Regions from separate parts of the Mus musculus genome. Here region 2 is linked to region 1. Evidence: chromatin contacts called from public Hi-C data. All regions are on one chromosome and are shown on one strand. Each heading gives the region's core, a stretch centred on a gene start, on an enhancer-like site or on the middle of the called end of the contact. The rest is flanking DNA. Distances are from core to core; before and after follow the strand shown. Region 1 holds the start of Aasdh (aminoadipate-semialdehyde dehydrogenase). Region 2 holds the start of Chaer1 (a long non-coding RNA gene).

Region 1 (3,118 bases), core at 563-3,062:
TAAGTGTAGCCAGGCGTGGTGGCACACACCTTTAGTCCCAGCACTCGGGAGGCAGAGGCAGACAGATTTCTGAGTTCGAGGCTAGCCTGGTCTGGTCTACAAAGTGAGTTCCAGGACAGCCAGGGCTACACAGAGAAACCTGTCTCAAAAAAAAAAAAGGGGCTGGTGAGATGGCTCAGTGGGTAAGAGCACCCGACTGCTCTTCCGAAGGTCCGGAGTTCAAATCCCAGCAACCACATGGTGGCTCACAACCATCTGTAACAAGATCTGATGCCCTCTTCTGGAGTGTCTGAAGACAACTACAGTGTACTTACATCTAATAAATAAATAAATCTTTAAAAAAAAAAAAAAAAAAAAAAAGAGAAGAAAAGAAAAAGAAAGAAAGAAAAAGAAAAAAAAAAGGCTATTGCAGTAGAGTATCTCCTGCTATTTTTGCCTACAGAAGACCACAGAATACCCAAATAAATTTTGTTAAGCGCCCAATTTTCCACATTAATGTATTATACATATTTTTACAAAAATCTAGTTTGAACCTGGGGATGTACCTCAGGAGTTAAACCGTCCTTGTTCTTTCAGAAGACACAGATTCCATACCAGCACCCAACTGGGGAGCTCAATACAGTCCATAGTTCCAGTTCTGGCTGATCCCACAGCCTTTGAAGACACCAGGCACGAACATGGTGCACTTACATACATGCAGGTAAAACACTGCTATACCTAAAATTAAAAAAAAAAAAAAAAGTCTGTTTAAAAGCTGCCTTTTCTCTAAAAAGCAAGCACGTGTAACTGCTATTTTCTCACAAGAAAATATAATCTACTAACATAATTCACAGCAGTAGAATAACAAGACTATAACTTAGGTTTTTTTTGTTTGTTTTGTTTTTTCGAGACAGGGTTTCTCTGTAGCCCTTGCTGTCCTGGAACTCACTTTGTAGATCAGGCTGGCCTCGAACTCAGAAATCTGCTTGCCTCTGCCTCCTGAGTGCTGGGATCAAAGGCGTGCGCCAACACGCCCGGCTATAACTTAGTTCTTAAAATGTCATTTTTATAACTAGCTACAAAACTCACCACACAAAATCTATAATTAAGGAGTTTTTCTACTTTGAATTTAAAAGCTCCCAGTGGCAAAATTCAGTCTTGTCCAGATATTCATGTCAGCCATTGAATTTTATGTCTCTGTCCCTGTCTTTGTCCCCCTCCCCTCCCTTCAGACTGACTTGGGCCATCGAGATGGGTCAGTGGAGAAACTAACTTGCCATCACACCAGAAAACCTAAGTGTGATCACGGGACTCACATAATGGAAGGAGAGAACCCACTTCCGAAAGGTCCTTTTTGTTTCTTCACCATGCTGCACGCGCACACACGCACAATTTTAAATTAAAAAAAAAAAAAAGAAAAGGAAAGAAAAACAAGTGAGCCATGAAAAGGGATGACCTAGCAAGCAAATTTCGTGTTATAGCCTTAAGATTAGCAGCTCGGTAATGTACAACTGTAAATAAAGCCATTTAATCACCAACAGATCCTGATCTTAAGGGTTCTCCCTATACTGGGCATTATATATATAGGTAAATTATCCGTCTGCATCTTATACTTCTCACGCAGCCACCTTAATTACAATCACAAAAGCCTCTCGTTGGCTCTCGGAACCACGCTAAGAGGTGGCGCAGCAGGTGACCGAGGTGACCCACACAGCCGCTCCAAGCTGGGGTCCGGCAGCTCACAAAGTCTCCCCGGGTCGCCCGCGCTCTCCCGCCCCACCTTCTCACGACAGCGCGTGGCGTGCACTTCCTAGCCCAGCCGCAGACGCTCAGCAGCCGTAAAACGGACCTCTGCGTCATCTTCGGGCGCCCGTGACGTCACTCCAGCGTCGGGGGGCGGGCTCTCGCCTACGGGGCTCCGCCCAGACGTGGCGCACAGGTCTCCGCCGCGTTTGGCCCAACGGGTTTGGTCCGTGCGGATTCAGCCCTGCCGCTGAAGGTGACGCTTCAGGCAACATGCCTGTGCGTCTGCGTGAATTTGAGTGTTCCGTGTGCCTGCAGGGGCCGATGATTCCCTGGAGCATAGTCCCAGGTGGTTGTGAGCCACCACATGGGTGCTGGAGACCTAGAAGGGACCTCTGGATGGCCAGTGAGCTTCCTTGACAGCAGAGCCATATCTCCGAGACCCGGAGTCTCCTCGTTCCTTAAAGTGCGGGTAGAAATATCCCAAAGGCTGAAGTGAAGTAATCACCGCCTAATTGGCGAGTAAATTTGGCTTATCCCCTCCACACCTTCTGGGAACATACTCAAGATTGGTTGCGACCGTCATGGCAGCGGTGAAGTATGCCAGGGAAGCCCCCTGTCAGAATGAAACTCCTAACTGGCGTTTGCAGCTATTTACAACACTTCCCTATGAGGAAACCCAGGCCTGTCTGAGGTCAACAGCAGTCCCTAAAGCCACTGTATGCCTGGATGTGTGTTTTTCCGATGGCACAATTATTACAATAAATGGGAAGGGTCACCACTGTGGTGAGTTACTGTGCCCTCGCAGAGAGGAAAGATGGGATTTTTGTCTTGGTTCCTGTTGGGGGGAGAGGTGGAAGTGGCTAAGCACTATCTACATACAGTGCCTTAAAAAACAAAGGAGTGTGTCCTTATCTGCTGGAAAACAGAAGCTTGTAAGGGTCCATGAAGAATGACACCCTGGACTCAAATAGTATGTAAACACAAAGTGTGTTTTATTCTGTAGCTCAGCATGGTGGGGTCGTCCCCATTACAAAGACACAGAGTAAAAGCAAATGAGCTCGCAGGCTCCATTGAAAGCACATTGGAATTCCAGGGTAGGAGAGCTTTATCTTACTTATCTCTAGGCATTGTTACTGGGAAGTCTAGAAATCTTTGTAGAGGAAGTCTGGAAACTGTTGCTGACCCATTGTCCTTACCTCAGGCTAGGTGGCCAGGCAGTCTCAGATATCAGGGCAGTTCTGACTAACTGCCTGAAGCCTTTTTTTTTCTTCTTCTTCTAGTAACTGATTTGCCTGACCTTAGGCCTAGTCTCCTAAACTGCTAATTTGAAGCCTGTCATGGAATCAGATCTGCCTTCTCATCTGTCCCTCCAAACAGTGCAGGAAATACCTGT
Region 2 (2,973 bases), core at 353-2,852, 230 kb after region 1:
AGACTGCTCCCTTAACTAAAATGTATAGGATTAGGGATATTTTTCCATGTGTATGTGTGTGCGTGCATATATGCACGTTTTCTTTCATGTGAGCATGATGTGTGTGCAGGTGTCCCTGCATTATGTGGGCTTTCATATGAAAGTCCAAAGTTGATGTGGAGGAATGTGACTTGATTTGAAGTAAGGTCTCTCACTGAACCCAGAGCTTGACATTCCTGGCTCAGCTAGCTAGCCAGCTTGTCCTGGGAACCCCGTCTCTGCTGCTCAAGTGCTGGTAGTATAGACAGCCATCTTACCTGCCTGGCTGTTTGTACTCATGTTATACCAAAAAGTGATTCATCCACTAATCTATCTTCTTAGTCACACACATAAAATATCTTCACTGCAGTCCCAGACTAGTGTTTCAGTAACTGCAGACTGTAACCTAGTCGAGCTAATGCATGAGACTCAGTGTCATCGGCCTGACTCTGTCCTGCATAGCTGTCCCCTCCCTTGGCTGGAGCCTCCACTCCGAATTGTAGCTAGAGCCTCTTCACTTGTCCCCTGCTTCTTCTCCTGTCCTCTCTGTCCCACCCACTGCCTCTAGCTGCTTTCACCTGAGCAGAGGGAACAGTTGCCAGGTAGAGGGCAAGCAATCAGCCAACGCTCAAATCCTTCGTGGTGGGCAGAACAGCAGTTCCCTGGAGATGCCTAAGTCCTGATCCATGGAGGCCATGGCTAGGTTACAGTCCCTAGTAAAAAGGACCTTTAAAGGGGTGCTTGCAGGCCAGTTTTAACTTAAGGCTGTCCTGGTTTGTTTAAGTGGCCCACTCTGATCGTACTAGTTCCCATGGAGCTGGGGAGACAACTCACAAGCCCGGTGACACAACTTCAATACCCAGAAGCCATATAAAGGTGGGCAGAGTGAAACAATTTTACAGTCCTCTGACCTCCACACACACTGTGGCATCCGTACCCCACCCCTCACCTGCCATGGAGGAGGAAAGTGGATTGCAGAAACCGATATGCTGACCTTGGATATGAAGGAAGAGGGCCAGAAGCCAGCAGCAAGGGGAAGGCAACCTGAGTCCTCTAAGCACTGTCCCCAAATGTCACTAGCAAGACAAAGAAGTAGAAGCCAGCTTCTGAAAGCCTGCTGAGAAGATCTTGAGAAAGTCTTCAAATCATCATATTTAGTAATCCCCGGAGATGTTCTCCTCAAGTTCCCCCTTAACAGTCAAGAGGTTTTTCCTTATGTTTTTTTAATACAGAAATTCTAATAAAGCCACTGGAGAATGTGAGTGACATCACATTCTCAGATTAGACTTTTCTACACTGTATTAGGAAATGTCATCCTAGATGACTTTGGAATTGGTTAAGAATCTTCTAGTAAGAGATGCAGTCATATCAACGGCTTCATGTTGTCCCCTGAGGCCATGCTGGACTACTAGTCTGCAGAATGACAGCAAGCTTTCGTTGTGTCAGTCACAGCCTTGTGGTGACTTGCTGTGGTAGCTTCAGAAAACACACAGCACCCCAGGGGCTTACCAGTAAATGCAGAATGGAGACCCAGCTCCCTCCAGTCCCTCCTCACTCTGAATTCCACAGTGCTTTCCTAGCAGCCCCACCCCCACCCCACCTCGTCCCTCCCCCTGGCTCCACCCCACTGCAGCCACACTAGGAGGAAGTGACATCAATGTGGTCAATGTGCCGATCAGGAGTCAAGACAGTAGCTCTTTAATGTAGCATCAACGTTAATGCAACTCTCTGTGACAACAAACATAAAATATTGAGAGAAGAACGAGATCCAGCCGCAGGACTGGCTCGGCTTGCCTTCTTTGCCACCTCTCTCGGCTTGTCGTCTTTGCCAACTCCTGTAGTTTGTAGTTCGGGTTTCCAGCTTTGCCCTCAGATCTCTACAAGGCTTTCTTTCTCGCTGACTTCATCACAGTTTTATTGTAGTTACTCTTTTCCTCTCCTTTCTTTTCCTTTCCTTTCCTTTCCTTTTTCTTTTTTATATTGAATCTTTCTATTGTGGCCCAGGCTGGCCTCAACTTTCCATCCCCCTGCCTCTGACTTCTGAGTGCTGGGATGATAGGCGCACCCCATCGCACCCAGCCTCAGCTACTTACTGGACCTTTTCTGACCATTTGCTTAAAATCATAGTGGCCCTCACCAGCGTCCTGTCACTTACTGTTTTTCCAGAAGGATGAACATGCCTAATTTATTATTTCATTTATTCACTGCTGTTTCCAGAAATGTCACCTAAAAATCATGCAACACGCGCAATGGTTCAGAAAGTATGTGTGGAAGGAAGAAGGGAGGGAGGGAGGGAGGGAGGGAATAGAAAAAAAGAGCTGAATGTAAAGCAAGAGTACTTTGTCAAGGCGTGTATGTGCATGTGTGCGCGTCTACATATGTGCTTATGAGTGTGTGAGAATGTGTGTGTGTGATTATGTGCACATTCCTGTATGTGAGTGTGTGTAAATATGTGAGTGTATGTGTGTGTGTATGTGAGTGTGTGTGTGTACCTGGATGTGAGTATCTGTTATGTGTGTGTGAATGTGTATGTACTGTGTGAGCATGTAAGTGTATGTGAATGTATATATGTGTATGTGAGTGTCTATATGAGTGTGTGTGTGAGTGCATGTTGGGGGGGGGTAGGGAGGACTTTCTCACTGCATTACTTGAAGGCAGAACTCCCTGAAGAACAGCAGTAAATTTTAGTTTGCTTGCAGAAACATTAATTTATGAGCGAGCTCCGTTTTGTCTCCTCCCTGGGGGGTAGTAAGCACCGGGAGCCAGCGTGTTCTCTTAGATTAACCGGCAGATGTGGACTGGTTCAGTGTTTTCTTTTCTAGGAATTAGCTAAATGCTGTTCCCACTGAAGCGCCAGGAAAGTTTGACTACCTTGTGACTTGTCTCAGATCCGGGGAGACCCAGTCCTTGCAATGTTGGCTTTGCTAATGCCCAGAGATTATATTCTATTCAAGC

What was found. Hi-C and Micro-C count contacts between places; a contact is called where the count stands out from the background.
Region 2: a contact with region 1 is called in a Hi-C map of regulatory T cells, with 6 times the contacts expected there. The contact joins the promoter of Chaer1 here to the promoter of Aasdh in region 1. A contact is called at or near these places in 2 of 484 Hi-C or Micro-C datasets (CD4 T cells and regulatory T cells), 4 of 115 datasets of contacts at active chromatin or transcription factors (effector CD8 T cells, extraembryonic endoderm stem cells, memory CD8 T cells and 1 more) and 2 of 9 other capture datasets (adipose tissue and liver).

What each region holds. Positions count from the first base shown.
Region 1 is chr5:76,903,664-76,906,781 of GRCm38.p6, forward strand. It overlaps Aasdh (aminoadipate-semialdehyde dehydrogenase), which reads right to left and starts at 1,813. Exons shown (of 16, transcript NM_173765.4): 1 at 1,760-1,813; 2 at 546-717.
Region 2 is chr5:77,138,703-77,141,675 of GRCm38.p6, forward strand. Chaer1 (a long non-coding RNA gene) reads right to left here and starts at 1,603. Exons shown (of 2, transcript XR_880410.2): 1 at 1,528-1,603.